2 separate regions of the Sus scrofa genome follow, and region 2 is linked to region 1. A link is a contact called in public HiChIP or PLAC-seq data. All regions are on one chromosome and are shown on one strand. The core of a region is the stretch at or near the end of the contact, and the rest is flanking DNA. Distances in the headings are between cores, read along the strand shown.

Region 1 (6,434 bases), core at 2,587-5,086:
AAGAAGCTTGAAATTTCTAACCATTAGGAAGCGCACATTAAAACTCCATGAGAGGATGCCATATTAGAATGGCTAAAATTAAAGAGTGACCACACCAGTGGGAGCAACTAGAATCACACAAGTACAGTTTACTGTTTCTTGAAATGTTAAATATACACCTACCATGTGAACTAGCCATTCTACCTCTAAATATTTAACCGAGAGAAATGAAGGCTTATGTCCCTACAAAGACGTTTATGCGAATATTCTTATCTGCTTTATTTGTAGTAGCCAAAAAAAACCCAGCAAATAATCCAAATGTCCAGCAATAGTTACTAGATAAACTAAACTAAAATAGATAAAAATCCTACGTATGCACACACAACATGGATAAATCTCAAGAGCATTATGCTAAGGAAAAGCCACCGCACATAAGAAATACATATTATATTACCCCCAGATAAAAATTCTTAAAAGGGCTAAATAATCTATCGTGACAGGAAGCAGCACACTGGTTCTTGGAGTAGGGGATTACTACAGCCTGGGGATTAGAAAGGGGCACAAGAAATCTTTTGGTGTTTTAGAAATGTTCTTATGTGATGGTGGTTTCATGGATAAATGCATGCCAAAACTTCTCAAATTAGACAATTTAAATACATACAGTTTACTGTACATCAAGTATATTTCAATATAGCTGGTGAAAAATATCCCAGTTGGGAATGCCCTTTTTCCCCCATGCTACCTTGATTGCTATATCCTTTCTTCATCCCCTACATTCAATCAGTAATTAATTCCTAACCATTCTATCCTCCTACTCTCTCTCTTCTGGTCCCATAACCACTACCCAAACCCATCTCTCACCTTCATTATAACAGTCTCTTCTCCATTTTTTCCCCACTCTAGCTCCACCCTGTAGCCAGAATTAATGTTTTAAAACATCAATCTGAAGGAGTTCCCTGGTGGCCCACTGACTTAAAGGTCCGGCATTGTCACTGCTGTGACTCAGGTCACCACTGGGGTGTGTGTTCGATCCCTGGCCCTAGAACTTTTGCATGCCTCAGGCACAGCCAAAAGAATAAAAAATAACAAACAAGTAAAACATCAATCTGAGCATGTCCAATAGTTCCTGCTTGCCCTGGAGACATATTCATAGTCCTTTAACCTGACTCACCTGACCCTCCCTGATCTGGCCTTTTTACTCTCCCCAACCTCTTTTCCGGTGATTTCTCACCTCACCCTTTCCTGTCCACCTACACTAATCAACGATTCGCCAGGCTTGTAGAGCTTTGCACATACTGTTCTAAGGCAGAAAAAGGAGCACAAGAAATCTCTGGGGGTTTTAGAAATGTTCCTTATGTTAATTTGTGCCCCTTCCCTTTGTCCTTCTCTGGCCCAGTCATAAGGGTCATACCACTTGTGTATTATCTCCTCTGAGAAGTTTTCCCTAAAACCCCATATTGGGCCATTTGGATTTCTCTCAACTCCTGAGAATCTTCTGCATACCTTGCACTAATCTCACTATCACATAATCTCCTTCAAAGGACTAGATAGAAGCAGACTGGATAAAAGCTCAAAAGCAAAGACCAAGTCTTATTTACTCTGTTTTCCCAGAGCCTACCACAGGGCCAGGCCCAGAACAATCTCCAAACAGAACAAATGAACAAACACAATAGCTAGTGTTTCAGTAACCTTTTTTTTTTTTTTTTTTTAAATAAAGAGGCAGCACCTGAGGCATATGGAAGTTCCCAGGCTAGGAGCCAAATTGGAGCTGTAGCTGCTGGCCTACACCACAGTCACAGCAATGCAGGATCCAAACCATGTCTGCAACCTACACCACAGCTCACTGCAATGCCAGATACTTAACCCACTGAGCAAGGCCAGGGATCAAACCCAAGTCCTACGGATACTAGCGGGGTTGGGTTCATCACCACTGAGCCACAACAGGAACTCCCTCAATGACTTTCTCTTACACCACCTGTGTTGACTCTAAATTCCACCTTATAAAAACATGGGCAGGTGAGAAGCTGAATGATCTCTGCAGAACATTCTCTTTTTTTGTCTGTTTGTCTTTTTAAGGCCACACTCACGGCATACGGAAGTTCCCAGGGTAGGGGTCTAATCAGAGCTACAGCTGCCAGCCTACGCCAGAGCCATAGCAATACCAGATGCGAGCCAAGTCTGCAAAGCCAGATCCTTAACCCACTGAGAGAGGCCAGAGTTCGAACCCACGACCTCATGGTTCCTAGTCGGATTGGTTTCTGCTGCGCTACTATGGGAACTCCCTGATCTCTGTAGAACATTCTGGTAAAATAATTATTTCAAATCCTTTTGGTTGGGGCTGGGGGTGGGGGGCACGGCGATGGTCCCACTCTGACTGGGAGTTTAAGGGTAAGATTCATTACCTCAAATTGTTTTCAAAACCATCTGGTAATTGACTGTGATTTGAACTAAGTGAAAGGTTAGGGAAAGGGAACCAGATTCCAGGAAAAGACAAGGCCCACAGAAAAAATTAACACAGCTTGGAAAAAGGCCCAGTCTCCTCCCAGTAAACTTCTCAGTTTCATCCAGAAAGACACAGATCTCCACTCTCTGGGTTATTCCCTTCTCCCAAAACTTCCAAATCCATCAGGGAGGCTCCCAATCTCCCTCCCCCTCAAAATCAATCTCCAGGCCCTCTCAGCCTCTCTGGTTCCTTAATCATCCTTAACAAGAGTTCGCTGGGCCTCCTCAGCTGGCCCCTCCAAGAGCCAGGCCTGTGGCCACTAGGTCAAAAGCCAAGCACAGGGCCTAATTAACAGGAGACTCCCAGAAGACCAGGAGGCAGTCAGCAGGCTGGAAGACCCAGCTGGCAACTTACAAAGCACAATTTCAGGATAGAAGGTGGATCACAGCAAAGAAGAGAAAAGCAAGCAAAACAAAACAAAGCAAAACTACCGTCTAACAGCCAGGAACTAAGAGAAAGCTTGCCTTCTTTCTTATGGATTCAAAAGCATAATCACTTCCTTCTGATATCACTTTAAAAATTAACCTAAGGATGACTGCTTTCCCAGATCTTGAAAATGACTTGACTCTTTACAAACGAAATTAGTTACAACATGAGAAGTGCTTTAGTGGAAAATAGCCAATGATTAGGGAAATGCCCCATTTTGCATGTTGTTCATCCTTAAAAAAAAAAAGGAAATTAATAAAAATGGAAAGATACCTCTAGGCCTTTCCTATGCAGTTTAACTATAGACAAAGAGCATTACACCATCTAAATTAAACTGCACCTCAAACATAATCACAAGCAGCACTAGCCTTAAAAGGCTTTAGGTGGCCAGCCTGGGATTAAAAGGCTCAAAAATGCCTAGGGAAACATTCTAAAATAAGATGTGGGGGGTGGGGAGAGGTGTGATAAAGATAGGAAATTAACCTAGTTAACTGGACAGTGAGGGCAAAGGACCCCAGGTTTCAGAAAGCTCCTAGGCAGTGTTGAGGGTGCAGTCAAGGCTGACCCTTCTCTTGAGTGGCCTGACGCCTCACCAAGGAGTGGACACTGGGGACTCAACAAGAGCCAAAGCACGACCAGCACTAAGACTTAAGCGGCCAGAGGAGGAAGAGGAGGCGCCGGCTGCGGGAAAAGGGAGGGAGGCTTCGGCCCAGCGCTCTCAGGCTAGAGAACCGGCTCGCTGTGAGCCTGAGCAACCGCTAAAGCCCCTGATGCACACGTGGGACCGAGAGGAGGATCACTTACTTGTCCAATCTGAAATTACATTTTTAGTTAACAGGGCTCTGCAGCTTACCGCACCGAGCCGCACCGCGCCTGGGCTGGGCGGTCCGGGAGGCGGCTGTGGCCCCTCCCCCTGCCCCGCCCCCTAAGGCCGCGGCCCCTGTAAAGCGCGCCCCGATTGGCTCTTTGAACCAGGCCCCGGATTGGTCGGTGCCTGCCCGCCGTCGCCTCGTGCTGTGCTGCGTCGGCTGGGAGCTAGGTCCGCAGCCTCCGCCCGGATCTTCCCGCTTTCCCGGATTTTCAAAGGCCCAAAGTGGCCGCTGCCCTCTCAGTGTCCTGCTCTGGGGGCTCTTCTCCAAGAACTCGCCCACGCAAACTCTCAGCAGCCTCTGGTGGGTGTGTGTGTCCAATGTGTATCATGTTAACTTCTCAACCATATACTGAGTACCCGAACTCTTGCAGACAGGTGTTAAAATAATTAATAATATTTATTGAATGCTTACTTTGTGCCAGGTCTTGCTCCTGATACTTCACGTGAATTTATTCATCTAGTTTTGTGACCCAACCCTCTGAAGAGGTGTCAGGCTTGTAAATCTGCAAAACAGATGGGTCCCAGCCTTCAAGGCAGTTACAAGCTGATGGGTCCCGGACACTCTATCTCACGTAATCTTCACGTCTTTATGTTTCCAGTAAGCTAGGTATCGTTTGTCCCTGTTTTGACGCTCTACAGATGCAGAGCGTCAGACACGTTTTTTAGCTTGTTTTGTGATACACAGTAAAAGGAAAGTAGATTCCAACGTGAGCTGAGCTGAGCCAGATCTTTTAAAAAGGCAGGTTCCTAGGCTGATGGGACTGAGATATGGAAGATAGTTTAACAAATCCAAACTCTTTATTTTCCTAGAAAAGGAGACTGAGGTGCAGTAAAAGGAAGTGGTTTTCAAAGGACACATCGGTTATGAGAGGTAAGCCTAGGTAATAACTGATTTCACTGAACGGGACTCTATGCCATGTGCATGAAAGTCACTCTACTTTCCTCATAACAACCCCAAATGCGTGCTTTTATCCTGGTCTTACAGGTGAGGATTCTGGCTCATTGAGGCCAGGGCCACATGATTAATTGCATCTGCTAGAAGTCCTAGTTTGGGGTTGCCAGAGAAAGAAAGTTTCCTCTATCCTTGTAGGTTTTTCTGGCTGGTCTAAGAATTGAATTGACATGTTGATTCATGTTAAGACATGTTAATGGGAGAAAATCAAATAATGTTTAATAACTTGTATACATAGGAGAAACCTAGAAAAACAGAGTCTCTCCGTAAAACCATCTTCAGCTAAAGACAAAAGAAGGAGGTTAGGGATAGTGGTTTGGGTCTTCAAAGAGGAGGAAGGCAATTCACATAGAGATGGAAAAGCAAATTTTGGTAAACAGATGTTTGTTGAGTCAAGCAGAGATAGTGGGACACGAAGAAGAATTAAAAACAAACAAAAGAAGACCTTAGGTTCCTCCCAGGCTACCACACCTAGTTCATACTGCAGTTATCTATGATGATAACTCTTCCTGGAAGAGGTCTTCTAACTATTCTTTAAGCAGCTAAGGGGAACATCACAGTTTCTGCCTGAGTCTTTTGGACTATGATTGTTTTCAGCTCAAAATAATTCTCATGCCAAAGAGACATTTTGGGGTGGCAAGTTTTGCTCCCCTACAGGGTCATTTTTCTTCTACACCATGATCGTTCCCCTTCGGTTCCAGCAGATACCCGAAAACCTAACTACGGACTCTTTGGGAATGTGAGATATACTGGGATCTGGTTACTCGGCACCTGTGTGAATCATAGTATACAAAGGTCTTAATAATATTAAGACCTACCAATCTTACCTTTACAGAGTATTGAAGAGCAAATGAGGTAATAAATATGGAAATACTTTGTAAAGTGTTAGGTACTGAACACATGCGAGACATGGCTTCCAGAGCGTCCTCAGTGTGTACCTCAGGAATAGAATAAATGAAATATAGTGGTTGCCTCAGGAAATATGGCAGGAGATCTCATCTTGGCTAGACTTGAATTAATGTGGATTCGCTGCCTGATCTTTATATATGTGTATATATATATATATGTTTGTATTTGATTTTGGTTTGTTTCCTCTTATTATCATGCTATCAGTAGTAGTAATAGCAATAATAGAGAAGTGGCTGGAGCTCCAGCAGCCATCTTGGGCCATGAAAGAGTTTCAGAAATGAAAACCACAGAGAAACACCCAAGGTGCATGGGCTCGAGTTCCTAACACCAGGAAGCACCAAACCAACACCACTGCCCACTTCCACATCTTAAGAAAGAAATAGCGGTCTTGTGCAACACACTAAGTTTGTGTTTTCTGTCCCGTGGGGCTAAACCTCATTATTTCTGATACATACACATTACCTCATGGAAATCCTACAGTACTTCTATAAGGGGATAGATACAGAAACAGACCCAGAGAGTATAAATGACTTGTTCAAAGTCGACCAAGTGACAGAGACGTGATTCTTTTGCTGATCCTCATTCTCTTTTTTAGTTCTACCCGCTGCCTATTGTGAATGAACGACTCTATTTTTCTTCCATGTGCTTCTTTTCCATTCATTTATTCTAGGAGCTGACAAACTTTTTGTATTAGAACCAAATAGTAAATATTTTAGACTTTGTGAGTCATACAGTTTCTGTTGCACCTATTCACCTCTGCCTTGATAGGGCAAGAACAGCCATAGATAAAAGGA
Region 2 (6,350 bases), core at 2,280-4,779, 540 kb after region 1:
TAGGCCGGTGGCTACAGCTCCGATTAGACCCCTAGCCTGGGAACCTCCATATGCCGCGGGAGTGGCCCAAGAAATAGCAAAAAGACAAAAAAAAAAAAGAGTTTGTTTTGTTCAGTAGTGGTTTTATTTTTAATTTAAATTGTTTTTCACAAATTAATCTTGATTTCTGGCTGGGCTTAAAAGAAAAATCAGATCTGGCAACTCTGAGCCAGAGTTTCAAATAGCACCAGAAAACCAGAGCTGTGTCAGGACCCACCCTTTCAAAAGGAGGGAAGAAGAAATAAAGGGAGGAAGAAAGAAAGAAGAGAAGGACAGACAGAGATGGGGAGGGAGACAGAGTGCTGCTGAGAATGTGGAAGCAGAAGTATGGATTTGTGGCAGAGGGGATAATTTTTCTGTGGCCCATACTTGACTAACCAGCCAATCAAATGTATGCCCAGGCAAACTCCAAAAGTCCCATACCCCTGTTTTGCCCATAACAATGTTCAATAATTGTGTGTGAGATGAATAAGAACAGGAACAAAGAATTTTACCCCAGAAGAGATTATTTCATGGGTGATTTTACGAATGAAGAAGTAGGAGTCTGGAGAGGGCAAGTAATTTGCCTGAAGCAATTCTAACAGAAGCCTGTAGTGGTTTTCAGATTGTACGTAAGGCTCGAGGTAACATAACAGAGAGGAAATGCAACATGGAACAGCATAGTGGGCATCTGCTGTTTTACCAACACAGCAGCCATTCCTCTTATTTTTGGGGGGAGCCACCATTCCTCCTAATCCCGTGTGGTCCACCTGGTTTCTGAGATAGTATAAGACTTAAGCATGGCCCACCACACTCATCTTCCTAGAACAATTTAGAAAGAGACATAAGCCTTCCACTGGGGGCTACTGAAGAAGAAAAGATGCAATTCTGAATGATACTATTAGTACCCAACCTAAGATGGCATGATGTGACAAAAAGATGATAAGCTACATTTCTTTGAGTAAATTGCTTGACTATTCTGAACCTCAGCTACCACATCTGTAAATAGAAGTAACAATTCCTTACCTCAAAGGGCTGTAAAGAAATAATGTATGTAAAATGCCTGGCACACAGTAGGAACTCATTAATGCTGGCATTTTTCATTCCCTTCCAAATAATGTCAGATGGATGCAACATTACTGTAATTAAAATGTAAGAAGTGCATTGGCAGACTTTCCTTACAACATACTGAGAACAGTTTTTTCAGTAGCACCTTATGTGATTTCAGGGAATTGTGGAGGGAAAATAAAATAAAATGCAGTTTGCTTTCCTGGAACAATTCAAGCCACATCCAATGCTTGCCAAGTGTAGCCTTTAATTCTATGTCTGCATTCATCTATTATCTCACCTCTATTTAGATAAAGTGGTTTTCCTCCCCACTCACTGGCCTTTTTGCTTTTCAAATGGGAACTCTTTTCAATCCCTGGCAATCATTTAGCTGACAATTTGGATCATAATATAATAACAACATTAGTGAGCAGTTGTATGACACTTCCCACTTTTAAAGCACTTTACAAATCTGGGCTAATTAGCATGACTACTAACATGCCAGCTTTTTATGGATTAATATTGCCACCATACTTTGCTTTTTCAATAAAAATGCAGTGATCTTTTTTTTCACCAGAAATGGGAGAAAATGAAATGAATAAGCTATCAAGCTATCTCTCCAATAAATTCAAACACAATGTAGCAGAGATATGAGACAGACACTTGATTGATTGTTCCTCCAAAAACTCAGGAAAATTTACAGATATGGCAACTCCTGCTAATTCTGTTTTAGGATCAACAAAGGAAATAGAGTGTATTAATGAGGCACAGAAAGTTTGTAAACCCAAGACAAGTTTCCAGGCTTCAGAATACACTTTCCATTCATTTCTAGCCCTAAGCACCTCAAAGACATCAGAAATACCTGATTGTGATTTATTCTTAAACCAAGTGAGAAAATATCATAGTAACACAAAATACCCTATTCTTTCTGTGGTAAATGAAAATGTAACAGAGTAAGGGTAGAGTGGGAAAGACTTGTGTTGGAAACCCAGCTCTGGTACTCAACTATGTAACTATCTGAAACTTAGTTTCCTCATCTCTAAAATGAAAGTGACTATATTTATTTTATTTTATTTTATTTTAGGCCACACCTGCAGCATATGGAAGTTCCCAGGCTAGGGGTCGAAATCGGAGCTACAGCAGCTTGCCTATGCCACAGCCATAACAACACAGGATCCAAGCAGCGTCTGCAATCTACACCATAGCTCACAGCAACAACGGATCTTTAACCCACCAAGTAGGGCCAGGGATCGAACCTGCATCCTCATGGAGACTAGTCAGATTCGTTTCCTCCGTGCCACAATGGGAACTCCTATATATTTTTAATTTTTAAATTTTTTTTGTCTTTTTGCCTCTTATAGGGCCGCTCCCGCAGCATATGGAGATTCCCAGGCTAGGGGTCTAATCGGAGCTGTAGAGCACACAGCAACGCGGGATCCATTGCTCACGGCAATACTGGGTCCTTAACCCACTGAGCAAGGCCAGGGATCAAACCAGAACCTCATGGTTCCTAGTCAGATTTGTTAACCACTGAGCCACGATGGGAATTCCTCCTATATATTTTTAAATAAATAGTTAAATTTAAACAGTAGACCAGGCTTCGGGAGTGTATTCAACTGTGGGGTTATAGCCACTTCCTTGCAGGTAGGGTTGAGCTATACCCTTAAGGAGCCTCGTTCACATAAAGCCAGCAAACCAGGTGCATAGGCGCATGTGTGGGGAGGATTCATATTAGTCTCCCTGTTTAGGGAGGCCTTTATGCCTAAAGGCCTTGGGGCATATTGGAATTCTGTGCAGGACTTTCCTTCCTTCCATATATATTTTAATGCCTATTGATGCCTAATACTGGGCCAGAAAGACTTCAGTTCTGTATTATAGGAGACACTGTTCATATGGTATTTTGTGTCTAGGAGACATTTGATACCCTGTGTGTCCAGGTAGTACTACAAGGGTTCCTATCCCACTTGTTTTGTAAAGATCAATGAAAGGCATCTATATTCTACAGCTCTGACCATCTGGCCATGTCCATCTTTCTAACCTTGCTATTAATTACATCTAACAAATATCTTAGAAAGCCTACTCTGTGCCAAGCATGCCAATTACCACTGAGACTGGTCACAGGATAGGCCCTTTAGCAACAGGATAACTTAAGGATGGAGCACTATTCAGTTTCTGAGCACTGGATCTCTCTCTTTACAAAACTTTCTCTCCATCTTTGGCCACACAGTTGTATTACAGCTCCTCTTATGGCTTGAGTGCAAGGGTGCATTGGGGCCAACTCAGAATATTGTGGGAAGTGAATTCATTCCATTAATTGATTGATTCACTCATCAGTTCAATATTTATTGAGCACCAACTGTGTCAGACATCATGTTGAATGTTGATACCTTAAGGACTAGTCCAAAGACTAGCAGATACAGCCTTTGTCCTTAATGAATTCATAGTCAGATGGTGGAGGCAGAAAAATGAATTAACAGCTACAATAATGTGAATGATAGATGCTAAGGTAGAAGAATACATAAGGGTAATATTTAATTTCTTAAAAAGCCTTAAGTTCTTTGAGAGAAATGGTGTTTGTCTCTCACAGTTCCTAACAACACAATTTGTACAGGTAAACACTCAGTAAAGTGTCAAAAGGTCTGGATTTTGGTCCCAGTTCTGTCTTTGACTAGCTGTCCATCCTTCTCATTAGTCATCTCAACTTTCTGAGCTTCAGTTTATCTGCAAAGGGTGACTGATGTTATTGGTCCTGCTTATCTCACTGGGTTTTGGCGTTTTCTTTGTTTCTGTTTTTTTGGCCACACCCAGCGGCATGCGTAAATTCCTGCGCTATGGTCAAACTCTTGCCACAAGCTTCTGCAGCGACAACGCCGGGCCCTTAACCTGCTGTACCATAAGGAAACTCCCTCACCAGGTTATTGTGAAGATCAACGGTGATGAGTGATTTTTTAATTAACTGTAAAGATATCTACGAAATAAAATACACAATCCTAAGTTATATTCTAAACTCTTTCCTGAATATTAAAACAGATGTTCAGCATTTTTATAAGTGCTGAATGATTCTATTCTAAAAAATAAAAACCAGCAGATAAGGGTCGCTGTTGCCACTTTCACATTCAAAGTCCGTCTGGCTTGATCTTTTCAGCACTCCAGGTATTTAGTATAAACCCCATTTTACAAATTAGAGAAGCGAGGCGCCAAAGAATTTATCCAAGACCACAACGTCTTCAAAATCCAAGCCTGGGCCACTTGCCAAGGTCTTTACACGTCAACAAAAGTCAGAAGAATCCAGACCCAGGACGCTAATATCTTTTCCCCGAAAGCCCCGCTTCTTGAGCCTGGGAGGGGCCGGTCGACGCCTCAACTCCGCCCCGTGACGCACGCAGCCCCGCCTTCACGCCCTCCACCTCTCGCGGGATCTCTCGAGAGCACGGCTGGGGTCAGGTCCCATCATGGCGGCAGAAGAGGCGGATGTGGATGTCGAAGGGGACGTCATGCCAGCGGCGGCACAGTCTGGGTGAGACATAGAGACCGGGTTTTGCAGAGACGAGGAGGGGCGCGGATGTGAGAAGGGTACCCTAGAAAGGCTGGGGTTCCGGAAGGGTCCAGGGGAGCGAAAGACCATCCGCTGGGGCCGGGGTCTCCCAGAGGCCTGGGCGGCGCCGCGCCCATCCCGCCGCCCGGCTCTTCCAAAGCGCAGCCGGCGAGTACCTGAGACTTGGGGCGGACAGCGTTTTCTCCTTTTGCTTGGATGCTGTGAGGGCGCCGGTCGCCCCTAGCACATTGCGGGCTCTTAAGCAATTACTTCTTCCGTTAGTGTCACCCTAGAATCCGCCCCCTTGCCACCGCCCAATAATCATGAGAACAAGGGCTGTCCCTAGATGGGACCTGAGCGTAGGGATTCTGGTACCATCGCCTGCAAGCCCTGTGACCTTGGGTGTGTCGTTTTATCCCTACTCCCTATCGATTTTCTCTTCCACATAAGGATAGTTGTGAAAAACTTCCAGAGAGGTATCGTGACTTAAAGGAAAGGGCAGGACGTAGAGTTAGACAGCTTTGGGTTCTCTTGTAATGGCTGGTCCTGCGAGATACTAGTAGTGTGACCTTGGGCCAGACTTTTAATTTGTCTGAGCCTCAGACAGTTCGTGAGTAGGCTGACGATCATGTTAGGTACCTCGTATGATTATTGTGAAGAAAAAATGAAGTGATTATGGGATAGGTGCTCTGTAGATGTGTTCTTTACCGGCCCGTTATCCCTAGGGGTGGTATTGTGAGGACTGCGGCGGGGGGGTGTCACAATTTATTTAGTATCTCTACCTGCAGAGCAGGCCAGTGGGGTTTTAAACAATAACCTTCAGCTTGAGACATCTAGCCCTTTGACTCCTTGCTTGCAGGGAATGAAAGCAACCATTTTTAAAATATGCTTTCAGAATCTCCTTTTAGTAATGGAAAAGGCCCAGATGGGTCAGGAATTCTAAGACCTCAGTTCTAAACTCAGCTATGTTGCTTGTACCTATAAAGAACGTTCGAAGTCTCTAGAACCATGTGGATTTGCCAATCTTAGACGGTTTTGACCTATTAAAAAGCAATTTCACGTGGTCGAACCTAGTGATAGGGCCTCTGTAAATTTTGAAGTGTACTGGCCCTGCCCATGAGGAACTAAGATAGTGGGTTTAAAGTTCTTCTGAACCCTAAAGCACTGTGAAAATGAGTAACCAACTTCATGTAGTCATTCTCCCTCAAATCTTTAGGCAAAATAGTCCAAAGCTATACAAATGGATAGGAAGGGTTTACTAACAATCATTGTTCACATTTGTGTAGACCTCGTTAATCTTGCACAAGTGCTTTTGCATGTGTGATTTAATTTGCTTTTCACAAGTCTGTGAAATAAGTGGGAGGGATTCTTATCTGCAGCCCAGAGAGAAATGAATTGGCCTTGGAAACACCAAAGATCAGCTGAGAGCATTGGCTCTATCTATCCGTTTTCCATAGGTTCTTTATTTTTCTGATTGTATTTTATTTTTATCCCTTTTTCTCTCTCTCTTTTTTTTTTTATTATTTTGCTTGAGCCTCAGTTTTATTGGTGGCACCTGTGATCATCTTAGTCTCATGTAACCAGTAATAGGGTTATTGGTTCCTGATGGTTAGAGCCATTGCCTTACAGAACTTCAGGGAGCATCAGTAACATATCCTGGTGAAAATTGCTCCCTGGTGTTAGGGCTCCAATCACATAGAATTTCTTGTGAATAAACACTTGAATTGTGTAGTTACAGCTGATAGCATTT

Evidence for each region. HiChIP or PLAC-seq counts read pairs in DNA pulled down with a chosen protein or histone mark.
Region 2: an H3K27ac HiChIP or PLAC-seq map of alveolar macrophages shows a contact between it and region 1. The contact joins the promoter of MYSM1 here to the promoter of FGGY in region 1. A contact is called at or near these places in 2 of 5 promoter capture datasets (fetal liver and liver), 1 of 47 Hi-C or Micro-C datasets (heart right ventricle) and 1 of 2 datasets of contacts at active chromatin or transcription factors (alveolar macrophages).

What each region holds. Positions count from the first base shown.
Region 1 is chr6:153,209,343-153,215,776 of Sscrofa11.1, forward strand. FGGY (FGGY carbohydrate kinase domain-containing protein) reads right to left here and starts at 3,837. Exons shown (of 16, transcript XM_021097811.1): 1 at 3,713-3,837. LOC102165506 (a long non-coding RNA gene) reads left to right here and starts at 3,910. Exons shown (of 4, transcript XR_002345481.1): 1 at 3,910-4,080; 2 at 4,590-4,650.
Region 2 is chr6:153,751,680-153,758,029 of Sscrofa11.1, forward strand. It overlaps MYSM1 (histone H2A deubiquitinase MYSM1), which reads left to right and starts at 3,530. Exons shown (of 20, transcript XM_021096571.1): 1 at 3,530-4,582. The coding sequence starts at 4,518.